2 separate regions of the Sus scrofa genome follow, and region 1 is linked to region 2. The links are chromatin contacts, called in public HiChIP or PLAC-seq maps. All regions are on one chromosome and are shown on one strand. The core of a region is the stretch at or near the end of the contact, and the rest is flanking DNA. Distances in the headings are between cores, read along the strand shown.

The links. HiChIP or PLAC-seq counts read pairs in DNA pulled down with a chosen protein or histone mark.
Region 1: an H3K27ac HiChIP or PLAC-seq map of alveolar macrophages shows a contact between it and region 2. The contact joins two enhancer-like sites. A contact is called at or near these places in 2 of 47 Hi-C or Micro-C datasets (embryonic fibroblasts and epiblast stem cells) and 1 of 2 datasets of contacts at active chromatin or transcription factors (alveolar macrophages).

The regions. Positions count from the first base shown.
Region 1 is chr6:13,402,190-13,408,839 of Sscrofa11.1, forward strand. It overlaps ST3GAL2 (CMP-N-acetylneuraminate-beta-galactosamide-alpha-2,3-sialyltransferase 2), which reads right to left. Exons shown (of 8, transcript XM_021093795.1): 6 at 4,009-4,054; 7 at 3,598-3,717; 8 at 147-2,597. The coding sequence ends at 2,424. Among named protein-coding and RNA genes, the nearest start is that of DDX19A, 37 kb to the left of the region's middle. Within about 2 kb of position 2,137, at least 68 of the 83 cell types and tissues checked have an H3K27ac peak or open chromatin away from gene starts, as enhancers often do. A contact at or near this core is called in alveolar macrophages, where this site is marked.
Region 2 is chr6:13,301,225-13,308,010 of Sscrofa11.1, forward strand. AARS (alanine--tRNA ligase, cytoplasmic) reads right to left here. Exons shown (of 23, transcript XM_021093791.1): 12 at 6,146-6,290; 13 at 5,194-5,372; 14 at 4,417-4,530; 15 at 2,810-2,918; 16 at 2,713-2,807; 17 at 2,092-2,276; 18 at 135-243. Among named protein-coding and RNA genes, the nearest start is that of EXOSC6, 7.7 kb to the left of the region's middle. Within about 2 kb of position 3,072, at least 3 of the 83 cell types and tissues checked have an H3K27ac peak or open chromatin away from gene starts, as enhancers often do. A contact at or near this core is called in alveolar macrophages, where this site is marked.

The sequences.
Region 1 (6,650 bases), core at 887-3,386, 100 kb after region 2:
TAGAAGGGAAGGGTGCCTGGGGGGTGTTCCCTCCCTGCTTCATCGCAACCACCCTCCCCCCACCTTTAGCCATTACTTGGTCACAGCTCCCCACAGAGAGGTACATCTTCCTTTACCACAGAACACATTTTAGAAAGAACAAATGACTATATATAGTTTCTTTGTTCTTTTTAATTCAGAAAGAGAGAAAGGGAAGAAAATACAAAACATTTGTTTAAATAACTATTGCAGAAAAGAAGATTTGGGCTGGATGCTGGGACCTACCTCTTCCAGAATGGGGATTTATTAATGTTTTAAATAAAACAAAACCCAAACAAAAGTAGAAGAAAAAGGAACAATAAAGAAATAAATTATTCTGCTCGATACTGTTTGGCATAATTGCATTGTTTTTTCATCTTCTAAACACTCAAAACAGCCTCTTCAGGAAGCACTGAGATGAGACTGGCAAGAATGGCTGGTGCCTGGACTCTCTACTGATGGGAGAGGCCCTGAGCAAGGCCTTCCACTAAAGGCCCCCCAAATCCACCCCCATTCTTTGCTTCTCCTACTTTTGGAACTGGGAAGGAACAGACTCAAGCTAAGTTCTCAATATATTAACTTTTAGGGGTGTCCACTGCCCCACCCTAATCCTCTAATATACTCTCCTGCTGGCTACTATTTCCCTAGCCAGCTGCAGGAACTACACCAACGGCCAGGAGGCTGCTGGGTGGTTACCAACTCACTAAGCACTAAGAAAAAGCGTGGTTGTCTGTTTCCTCACTGTTAGGAAGGGGGATCCTTTTAGCAGTTTGGAAGCTTCACAGAAGCCCTTCCCCCCTCCTGTTACACTTCCCCAACCCTGAAGGGTGAGAATACCTTCAGCATCTTCCTCTAGGGACTTAAGCTGGGTTCAATCATGCAAGTAGCTTCCAGCTGTAACCTCTGCTTGTTAGCTTCCCAGCCCTTCTAGAGCTGGAAATGGAAAGTGAGTTAAAGGGTAAAGGCAGGAGGTGAGGGGGGTAAATGTGTGGGCAGAGGAGGAGGCATGCAGGGAGCAAGTCTTCTCCTCCCCAGATATTCTGCATGGCCAGCTTAGTATTTGAAAAGAATCCCTGTTGGTCAGCCACCCCAGGTAACTTCAGGTTAGCTAAATCATGAGCCCAAAGCAAACTCCACCCCCCAGCAAGAGGTTTCCTACTCCTTTTTGGGGTGATGGGTGAAGGACCAGGCAGCTGGGCCAGCTTTCCTTCCCACGTGTAGCTCCGTTTTTCTAGAGCCAGCCAAACCGGGGAAGGGCGGGTAGGCGGTGGGGGTGGGGGAAGCAGCAAGTGCCCCAATCACAGGGCAAGTTTTGATTTATTTTCCAGAGCAACAAGTAGGCTGGTGAGGAGGCCCAGGGCGAGACACTAAAAAGGTTGTGGGCAAACAACAAGGGCCAAGGGTACATGTGAGTGAGAAGCACCTTACATTTGATGTGACGGGGCTTCCTAGTCCCCTGCCCTGTTCCTTACACCAGTGTTCCAGAGTTAAGCCCTGGGCTAATTCTGCCCCTCACCCTCCTGAACAAGAGGTGAATACAATTAATAGTTTTCCGGTGAGACACTAAATGCCATGGTCAGAAAGGCCATTCCATAGGGTGGCCAAAGGCGGGAAGGGGGTGGAGGCAGGAGAAGGGGACCCACGCACCCTCTGGATTCTCACCGCATTTCTTTGGTGGGTTTACACTCACCCATCTGCGCTTGACTGATAAAGGAACTGAGGGGTCTAGCTTTCTCGTAGTCCGGAGCAGTTTGGGAGAGCTCTAACTCTTCCCCTGGGGAAAAACGCGCTCCCTGGAAACCACCCGCCCGGCCCTCGACCGCCAGAAAGGCTCCGCGAACGCCCCTCCGCCCGCCCCGAGGCCATGAGAGGCCGCGCTGCCGCTGTCCCGTGCCTTCCCCACCGTTTCCTTCTTCGCGCGTTCGCGGGGTCAGGCCGGCAAGCGGCTGAGACGCCTCCTACCGAGCCTAGAGAAAAGTACTTCTCGAGGCCAGAAAAAACTTCTCTTCCTTAGAAAGCGTGAAATAAAATCCTACCCAAAAGCATAGGGGAGTGGGGATTGTGCGGCCGCCAGCCCGCCTCCGAAGGCCATTGATTGGAGGAGACAGGGTCCAGCGCCGGAAGTTCTCCTTGAGTCGCATGATTGGCTGGGAGAAAGAGGCTCCGCCCGACAGCAGCGCTGATTGACGCTAGGCCCGGGCTGGCCTCAGAGTCCAGTGATTGGCGGGCCATAGCTCGCTGGACTGCAGCATGATTGGTCCGGACCGCGGCTGGCGTCGCTCCCAATTTCCTGCTGATGCCCAATGGGGCGCCGCGCCCACCGCCCCTAGGCTGGCCCTGAGTCCCTGCTGGAGCGCACGCCTGGACCTCGCCGCAGGGCCGGAAGGGTCGCGACGAGGCCGAGCTCAGTTGCCTCGGTAGACCTCGATCTTGCTGGCCTTGGCCAGCATGTCGATGATGTGGGCCTCGAAGTCGGCGTCGTGCACGCCGGTCTTCCGGAACTCGCCAGCGTACCGGTTATTCTCCCAGTAGTGGTGCCAGTTGCCCCGGCTGTCGGCCCCGAATCCATACACGTTCACCTGCAGGGAAGGGCGGCGCTAGTGACCCCAAGTCAGGGGACCAAGCAGCACAATTCGCAGCAGGCGGGAGGCACCAGGAAAACTGGGGACAACCAGCCCTGGCGCTAAGGACACTATCCCAGAGGGAGACTACTGCTCCCTTCTGGCTCTCCCTCCAACCACCGGTCTGATGACATCAAGAAGGCTCAGGGAGTTCCCATCTTGGCTCAGTGGAAAGAATCTGACTAGCATCCATGAGTCAGCAGGTCCCATCCGTGGCCTCTCTCAATGGGTTAAGGATCTGGTGTTGCCTGAGCTGTGGTGTAGGTTCCAGGCACAGCTCGGATCTGGCCTTATTGTGGCTGTGGTGTAGGCCAGTGGCTGCAGCTCCAAGTCCACCCCTAACCTGGGAACCTCCATATGCCACAGGTGTGGCCTTAAAATGCCAAAAAAAAAAGACCACCTCACTTTGGGGCTAGTCTATGACAGCTCACCAACCCTTGCTAACATTTTTTTTTAAATAGAGTACTTTTATTGAAAGCTGCTCAATTACCTAACACCATTCACTGAGGAGTTTACTGCAAAAATGGGTGTGCTGGGCTTGAGCACTGTTGTTTACTGCTTACTGCTAGAGCGAGGGACTCCCAATAACTAACCTCTATAGTAGTAGGCCTGTGGCCCACAGCTGTGGGAGGTACCACCCTGTTGAAACTTAACTACATTGTTTCCATTCCACTTAGGTTTATGGTTATTCTTTATGACAAGTAATATCAACTATGGTAGAAGTATTCGATTTCCTTTTTAAATAAATTTAACATTCCAATAACATGATTTCAGATTTAGTAAAAGCATGAAAGTAATTAAGTTGGGAAATGCAGATCTAAACTTTGCAGCCTAGCAATGGGAGGAATGAAAGCCACTTGATTTCTGCCTACAAAAACACATTCCTCTTGAGGCACTGCAGGCTGACTCCCTCTGTTCCATGGGTCCTTCTATTTTACTCCCAGACAGGGTTACCCACCTCATCACACACGTGCAGGGCAAAGAAGAGTACCAGCATCCCAGTGGAAGGGTACCGCCCATGATGCTCTGTCCACCTGTCATGGATGTACTTGAAGAAGGCTGGGTTATAGATCTGGACCTGGGAGGAGAAGATGTAACAGGCACATGAGTGCTTTTGGGGCCTGGAGGCTCAGGTCAGGCTCTAAGTAGTTTCTGCCAGTTTCTCCATGCTTGCCAGTAGACAGGTTCGATAGGGTTCCTTGGTTCCTGATGCCCCTGCTGGGGGTTGGGCATACCTGCAGATGGGGACTCTAAAGGTTCTGGAAGGGTACTGGGGGACACCTGAGCCACAGAACGAGGAATACCATGAGTCAGGTCTGCACTATTTTCCACTGAGGTGTGGATGAAGAAGAGGGAGGAGGGAGCTTACCTTTTCTTTGTCCACTCGAAGAAAGGACTTCACTGGGGCATAGGTGCTGTAAGCAGAGAGAAAAATAACACTGAGAAGATCCCGTGGACCCAAGGATGCCTTTTCTCCCACTTAGGCCTGCGTGATGACACCTTCACAATAGGCACCCTACTTCCAGACTGCTCTCCCATAGCACATCACTGTAGTACCCTGCTCAGAAGCCTTCGATGGTTCCCGTGCCCTTCAGGATAAAATAAGGATGTGTTAGCAAGTATTAGGACCTTCCATAACCCAGCCCCAACTTTTCTTCCCATGACTGTCTATGACCTCTCCACTTGAGTTAGCCCATCATCTCACACCCACCATGTCTATGCTCTTACCTCTGCCTGCAAGAGCCCTCTCCCTACTCTCACATTTGGCATAAATCCCTCTTTCCCTATTAGCCAGCCATGGTACCTGTAGCCTACACTTCCCTTTCTGAGTATCGATGGGACTTAGATTCTACAGCACTTACTTTAGCCCTTATGTTCTTTCAGACATAAAGTCAGAAAACAGTAATTTATACTTCTGTGTTTAAAAAAATACATGGTGGAGTTCCCGTTGTGGCACAGCAAAAATGAATCTGACTAGTATCCATGAGGATGTGGGTTTGATCTCTGGCTTCCCTCAGTGGGTCTGGCATTGAGTGTTGCCATAAGCTATGTTGCAGGTCGTAGACACAGCTCAGATCCCACATTGCTATGGCTGTGGTGTAGGCCAGCAGTTGTAGCTCCAATTCAGCCCCTAGCCTGGGAACTTCCATATGCCGCTGGAGCGGCCCTAAAAAAGTAAATAAAATAATTAAAAAATTAGGAGTTCCTGTCGCGGCGCAGTGGAAACCAATCCAACTAGGAACCATGAGGTTGCAGGTTTGATCCCTGGCCTCGATAACTGGATTAAAGGATCCGGTGTTGCTGTGAGCTGTGGTGTAGGCCTCAGACTAGGCTTGGATCTGGTATTGCTGTGGCTATGGCACAGGTTGGCAGCTGTAGCTCTGACTGGACCCCTAGCCCGGAGAACCTCCACATGCCGCAGGTGCGGCCTTAAAAAGGAAAAAAAAATTGGTGTTCCCATTGTGGCACAGCAGAAGCAAATCTGATTAGCATCCATAAGGATTCATGTTCAATCCCTGGCCTCACTCAGTGGGTTGTGGATCGGGCATTGCCATGTGCAGTGGTGTGGATCATGATGCAATTCGGATCCTGCATTGCTGTGGCTGTGTAGGCTGACAGCTGTAACTCCAATCTGACCCCTAGGCTGGGAACTTCACATGGCACAGGTGTGGCCCTAGAAAGCAAAAAAATTAAAATTAAAAAATAAAATACATGGTGACACCAGACAAAAGGTGGAAACAATCCAATTGTCCATTGACTGATGAATGGATAAACAAGGTATGTCCATACAACAGAATACTATGCAGCCTTTAAAAGTAATAAGATCCTGACAGATGCTTCAACATGGATAAACTGTGAAAATATTATGCGACTGAAATAAGCCAGATGCAAAATGACAAACACTATATGATTCCACTTATATGAAGTGCCTAGAATAGTCAAATCACAGAGAGAGAAATAATAGTGACCCTCCTAGACTGTTGGTAGGAATGTAAATTGGTACAACCATTATGGAAAACAGTATGGAGGTACCTCAGAAAACTAAATATGCAACTATCAAGTGATCCAGAAATCCCACTCCTGGGCATACAGCCAAATAAAACTTTCATACAAAAAGATACATGCACCCATATGTTCATTGCAGCACTATTCACAATAGTCAAGACAATGGAAACAACCTAAATGTCCACTGACAGATGAATGAATTAAGAAGATATGGTACATATACACAATGAAATACTATTCAGCCATAAAAAGAACAAAATAATGCCATTTGTAGCAACAGAGATGGAACTAGAGATCCTCATACTAAGTGAAGTAAGGAAGGAAGAGATATGGCACAAATGAACCTATGTACAGAACAGAAACAAACTCATGGACATGGAAAACAGCACTGTGGTTGCCAAGGCGGAGGGGGAGGGAGTGGATGGATTGGGAGTTTGGGGTTAGTAGATGCGCACTGTTACATCTGGAGTGGATAAGCAATGAGATCCTGCTGTATAGCACAGGGAACTCTATCCGATCACCTGATGGAATATAATGGAGGATATTATAAGAAAAAGAATGTGTATGTGTGTGTGTGTGTGTGTATATATATATATATACACACACACACACACATATATATACATACTCATATATATATATATATATATACACACACACATATGTATAACTGGGTCACTTTGCTGTGCAGCAGAAATTGACAGAACATTGTAAAGCAATTATAATTATAATTTAAAAAAGAAAGTAGTTAACAGAGGCTACAAGGAGGTGGGAATGGGGCGAGACTAATGAATGGGTACAGAGTTTTCATGTGAGGTGATGGAGATGGATTATAGCAATGTGTGCAGAGCAGTGTGTATTTAATACTACTGAACTTGTGGTTAAAATGGTGTATTTTACCTTAAACATATATATTTTTACCAAAAATTCACAAACACACCCAAAAACTATGGTGAGACAGAGAGTAGAATAATGGTTGCCCAAGACTGAGGGGTGGAGTGGAAG
Region 2 (6,786 bases), core at 1,822-4,321:
CCTGTGCCATGGTGGCTTTCTTCAGCCAGGCAGGTGAACTGGAGGATATTCTGGAGGTGATACTCTCCTTCTGACTCTGTTGGCTCCCTCGCCTTGTTCAAGTAAGCCACAAACCCTCAGTCTGATCTGCTCACCTTCTGGGCTTCAGCACCGGTGACAGCAACAATCCGCCGGATGCCCTTGGCAATAGCTTCTTCACTCACAATCACAAAGGCTCCCGCATGACTCGAATTCTGCAGATGCCTGAATGGCAGAAGGCCAAGTCCATGGTCCTCTCGGCACCCTGAGAGCCCTCGCTGCAGGGCAGGACCCTATGAGTGGCCGTTCCCAGGGATGGAGGAAAAAGGCCCCTCGTGTTTATTTCAGAACACAGCTCTGGCCAGGCAGGGAATGGCAGTCAGAGAAGGCCTGGCGGGGCAGACACTGAGCAAGGCACCACTTTTCTGAGCCTCAGTTTTCTCATGTACAAAATGCGGGTAACTCTCCCTCATAGAACTGTTGTGAAAATCAAATGAGATCAGTGAAAGTGCTTTGTGATCCCTAAAGAACACGTTACTACTAGTGGGCTCCACATTCTTCACATTTCTGGTCCTCTCTGGTAGAACATAAGCTCTATTTTTCTGTCCCTGCCAACAGCTGAGTGTCGGTGGATTACCTTTAAAATCTTACCACAACCCTGACAACCGCAGATGCTCAGAGGACCTCAAACGTTCATTTACTCTCATTCTTTTTTTTTTTTAATTGTTTATTTATTTATTTATTTGTCTTTTTGCCATTTCTAGGGCCGCTTCCGCAGCATATGGAGGTTCGCAGGCTAGGGGTCGAATCAGAGCTGTAGCCTCCGGTCTACGCCAGAGCCACAGCAACGCGGGATCCGAGCCGCATCTGCGATCTACACCACAGCTCATGGCAACGCCAGATCGTTAACCCACTGAGCAAGGGCAGGGACCAAACCCGCAACCTCATGGTTCCTAGTCTGATTCGTTAACCACTGCGCCACGACGGGAACTCCTACTCTCAGTCATTCTTCATGGATGGTGTAATATCTCTGAAAACTGTTTCCTGGGCCCTGCAGTGTCATGTAATGATGTATGAAGGCACACGTGGGACTCATCTGAAAGCCCAATTCGACAGAGCCCTGGAATGTGAACACCCAGATCCCTACCCCATCCTCTCAGCCCGCTGCTCTCTGCCTGCCTGAGGCTCCCAGCGGGCCTTGGATGGGCCCTACCATGGCCTTAAAAATGTCCTTTTCACCCTGATTCCTGTGGAAGCAGGAACCTCCCAGAAGGACTCCAAGCTGGCAGAAACAAGAGGTTCTGCCCACAGCCAGACTGAGCTGGGTCTACCATGGGCCTGACTCAGGGGTTCTGAGGCAACAGGGTTAACTCCGAGATGCTGCTCCAGGCAGCAAAGGGAATGAGGTGAGGCCTGGGAATGGAAAGGAGCCCCCTGGCCTTGCTGAATCAGGAGCTCACAGGCCTTCAGCCCAGGAAACAAGAGTAAGCCGCTAGGAGGTAGGTTATTAAGGTAACATTTCCAACTTTCGCTCCTAGAATGAACATTTCATCACAGACCCAGCAGATGTCAACGTCAGACAGGAGGGGTCTGATGGGAACACGAAAATGCTGACTCCCAGTAATGCTGTTACACAATTGATTTCTTTTTTTTTTTTTTAACATTTATTTTTTATCTATTTTTTTGTTTTTTATTTTTTTTGTCTTTTTGCCTTTCCTAGGGCCGCACCTGAAGCACAGGGAGGTTCCCAGACCAGGGGTCTAATCGGAGCTGTAGCCGCGGCCTATGCCACAGCCACAGCAACCCGGGATCCGAGCCACATCTGCAACCTACACCACAGCTCAGGGCAACGCCGGATCCTTAACCCACTGAGCAAGGCCAGGGATCGAACCCGCAACCTCATGGTTCCTAGTCGGATTTGTTAACCACTGCACCACGATGGGAACTCCAGGCAACTGATTTCTGAGGCCCCCGTTTCAAACTTAGCTGGTCTAGCCTATTTCCCACATCCTCTGAGGGTGATGAAAATTAATAAAAGGCAGGTCCACCCATTGCTCCCCCCGAGGTACTCACGTTCCCCCACAGAACTCAACAGAAGTGAGTGAGCCAGCGGGACCGGAGGGGTCATCCAGCAGCTCGGACACCGGGACCCCAATGGAGACGACTCGCACAGGGTCGGGGTAGGTCTCGTCAAACACAGCCCGCAGGCCCTGGATGGCTTTGGCTGCTGCCAGAGGACAATTCTGGGCATAGACGGGCTGTCATGGAAAGAAGATAGAAAAGGAGCTGGGACAAGATCTTCTCTGGAGGTGCAGGGGAAGCAGCAAAGGACGGTGTGGTCTTGTAGGCAGGGCTCTGCCATCAAGTGCCCTGAACCTCCCGAGATAAGGCTCCATGTGTAAAGTCACAGGGATCAAAATAGGAATTTCCAACTATTGTTAAAGTGTGAACCAGCTCTTAAGTGGTATGTCAAACAGTCGTAACTCGAAGAGCTCTGGCTGTCCTGAGTGGGGGGTGGAGAAAGCCCTCTTTAAGGCCCCTCCACTAAACACCAGCACTGGCCCTTTCGCAGCAGTTGAGAATCATTCTATAAGCAGATCTGAGCACGGAACAGAATGAGACCATAGAAAGAAAGTGGTGGGGCAGGAAGGAGGGAAGCTCATGACCCAGGAGCTCACCTGTAACCCAGCCTACCTTGGCTGCCTCTATCATCTCATTAGCCAGCTCCTCGGCCTTCTTAATCTGCTGGGTAGACATGGCTCCCTTGGCAGTGAAGTCAAACCGAAGGCGTCAGGAGCAACCAGGGAGCCTCTCTGGTCAGCCTCTCCAAGCACAGAGCGCAGGGCAAAGTTCAGGATATGGGTGGCTGTGTGGTTGCTCATGACAGGCCTCCGTCGGGGCTGTAAAGGGAGGAGCAGACTGGTGGAGAGTCTGGAGTGAACTGCTCGTCAGCCCCCAAACCTGCCCTCCCCTTCTTCCCAGTACTAGAGTTTCCAGTTGGCCACACGGCTGCCCAGAATAAAGCCTACAGCTTCTGTGTGTGACTAAGCACTGGTCCACGGGCTGTGAGCAGAAGTGATGCCTACCCTTAAAGGGAAGGAAAATGCCCTCCCCTTCCTTCTTCCCACTGTCTAGTGCACGAGTTGGCAAATTATGGCCTGTGACCCAAATCCATCCTGCGGTCCATTTTCTCCCCCCCCTTTTTAGGGCCGCACCTGTAGCATACAGAAATTCCCAGGCTAGGGACCCAGTCGGAGCTGCAGCTAGAGCCTATGCCACAGTGCATGGCAGCCTGCGGCAATGCCGGATCCTTAACCCACTAAGCCAGGCCAGGGATTGAACTTGCATCCTAACGGCTGTGGTCCATTTTTATAACTAGGTTTATTGGAACACAGTCACCCTCATGTGTTTACATACTGTCTGTGGTGCTTTTGTGCCACAGCAGCAGACCTGAGTAATTGTGATGGAGACCACAGAGCTCAGAAAGCCAAACACCTGGCACTTTACCAAAAAAGTTCACTAAATCTGGCCCAGAAAATCGATCTTATAGCTACCTTTTTGGATCACCAAGGGCAGCGCCCCAGCAATCATGGTAGAACCAAAAGCAGAGAACTAGGTCCTATGACTGTGGGAAAGGCCTCTGATCAGCCTGGACTCTCAGATGAGAAGCGTATTTCTACCTCAGTTTATACTACAATTATTTTGGAGCTCCGTCACATGCAGCAGAACCTATTTCTTTCCCACAGCATGAGAAAGTTCCCAGGCCAGGGATTGAACCTGAGCCACAGCAGTGACAGCGCAGGATCCTTAACCACCAGACCCCCAGAGAACTCTAGAATCTACTTCTTAATAAAAGATCCTTGGCTACGGAAGAAGTATTTGAGATTAAGCTGGAGAAAGGCAATCTGTGAAAACAAAACTACAGGATCTCAACTGACATCACCATGGTCTGACTTGGGAACACAGATTTACCTCTCACTCACGTCTCTCATAAGATTTATTCCCACACTTTACTTATAATCTACTTAAAATTTCTCTTTTAGGGATAATAATGATGGACCAATTAAAAGCCAGAGAAGGAGATTAATTTTTTTAGAATGTATTAGGAGTTCCCTTGTGGCACTGAAGGCTAAGGATCTGGTTTTGTCACCTCAGTGGCCTGGGTCACTGCTGTGGTGCAGGCTCGGTCCCTGGCTTAGGAACTACCACACGCCATAGGCATGGCCAAAAATACAAACCAAAAAAACAGAACGTGCATCATATCACCATGGTGTGCACTTTAAATATCTTATAAATCTCTATGTCAGTTATGCCTCAATAAAGCTGAAATTTTTTTAGAAGGGGAGGGGGAGAGGATTACCAACCATATCCAGTGATGACCGGCACAAAGCAACTCACCTCATCAATAAACAGCCGAACCTGATCCCCCACTTTCAGGCTGCCATAGATGGTTCCTATGTGCAGCACATAGCCTCCTCGCACCTGAGCGTTCTTCACTGTAAACTCTGTTTTCTAAGAGGAGTCAAGGCAAAGACCAACAGGTAAGTCAACGGAAACATACACATGTGTGTATGTGTACACGTATATATGCGTATGCGTGTGTGTGTGTGTGTGTGTGTATGAATTCTTTTATGTTATACACACAGCCCCCCATTAATACCATGATATATATTATATATACACATGGACTACTATGTATCATTACATAAACACACCACTTTAAATACACAATACAAGTGTGTGTACACACACATACACCACACACACTCCATTAAGGAGCATCTTAGAAAATTAAGAGTCGCCATAAGGAACCTCAAGCCCACGAGACGAGCTAACTCATCCAAGACCACAGAGCCAGTGGTAGCAAAGCTACAGCCGCATCTTCTATGAGGACAGCTGGCCTCCAGAGAGCTGTCTCTCCCGATTTATGAGGAAAGCCTGGAGGAGCCAAGCATCAACCTAAGCAGCCCAGTGGCAAGGATCTGGCTACAAGGGGCCCTAAAGGCGATACAACACAAGAAGCTGCTCCCCCAGCTTCAGAAATGCTGACCATGGAACACGACCCAGAGGTCGGTGGTGTGTGCCCCCCAAGGCTGGGAGAGAAGCTGCCCCAGTCCAGGCCCGGCCCCTCGCTGGACCCCTGGCCCAGCTAACAAAGAAGAACAGTTGGCTCACGTCCTCACTGCTGTCATCCACTTTCACCAGGTAGCCTTCATCGTAGATTTGCCCTCCTTGCTCGGCATAGAAACAGGTCTTGTCCAGCACCACTCCACACTCCTGGCCTGTGCACACTTCTTCCACGAACATCCTGTCCCTGCGCAGGGCCATGACCGTGGCCACAGCGCTCTCAAACACTGCACAGAAGCGGAAAACATCACACTTCTTAGCTGGCTTTGGCTGCATTCTATTTCTCAAACTCTCCTTAGGCCCTGTCTAATTTTATTTTGGAAGCAAGCCTATGAGACTCCAGAAAAGGGCTTAACATGCTGGTTTTCTATAGAGAATACTCAGTAGGGGTGACCAGGGGTCCTAGTTTGCTTGGGACCAAGCCGTTTCCCAGGACATGAGGAACAACTGTGGGAAAATGGTACACTTGGCTACCCTAACCTGAGCTATGAGCCGAAACCTGGAGAATCGGATTAGTAGGTATTTAAGGGCAGTAATAAATTCCCTACTCCAAGATCAAGTCCTAAAGAATGTATTCATTTTGTGGGCTTCCTCAGATGGATTAGCTATCTCTGCAGGAACAAAAAAAAAAGCAAAACCATGTACCACCTATGCATTTCTTTTAGTGGGCTTAACTTTAGAACACTACTATCCTGATGCAAAATTCAACGGCCACTATAGGTGGTATCACTGTCATTTTCCTTATTTCCTGCAAGATGTTACCATTAGGAAAAACTGGGTTTAAGGTATAAGGAATCACCCTGTAAATTTTTTTTTTTTTTACAACTTCTGTGAATCTACAGTTATTCCAAAATAGTCAGAAAATCAACCGCCAAGGGTCTCTATAACATTACACCCTGACTGCGCAGCACTGCACAACCAGGCCTACCATGGACATCCTGGGTTCCTAACCCTGAGACTTATCTATTGAAAACCACCCCAAAAGAGCACAGCATCATACCATAGCTCCCACTGGAGTCCGAATGGTAATTATACTTTGGAGAATCATCTGTTGCCTCCAGACCCCTTTCCCGGAGCTCTTCAATAGCATAAATGTCCAGCATAATGAGATCTTCTCCACCAGCTCCCTTGCCCTGTGATTTCAGCTGCCAGTAAGAAAAATAAACAAAATTTATCTTAATGTCAGAGAAAAACTCTGATGGACTCAAACCTTCTCAACTATGCCCAATGTAAAGCTCTAAAACAGAGGGGGGTTTATCTTTTTTTTTTTTAAGGCCACACCCACGGCATATGGAGGTTCCCAGGCTAGGGGTCAAATTGGAGCCACAGCAATGCCAGATCCGAGCCACGTTTGCAACCTACACCACAGCTCAGAGCAATACCGGATCCTTAGCTCAGTGAGGAAGGCCAGGGATCGAACCTGCAACCTCGTGGTTCCTAGTCAGATTCGTTTCCACTACTCCACAATGGGAACTCCTAAAACAGAGTGTTTTGATCTCAGCAATACTGACATTTGGGGCCTGTTCTAGGGCGCCTGGCCACTGAAGGATGCTGAGCAGCATTCCCGCCTCTACCCACTAGATGTCAGTAACATTGCTCTCCCCACCCCCCACTGCAAAAAACCAAAAAATAATGTCTTTA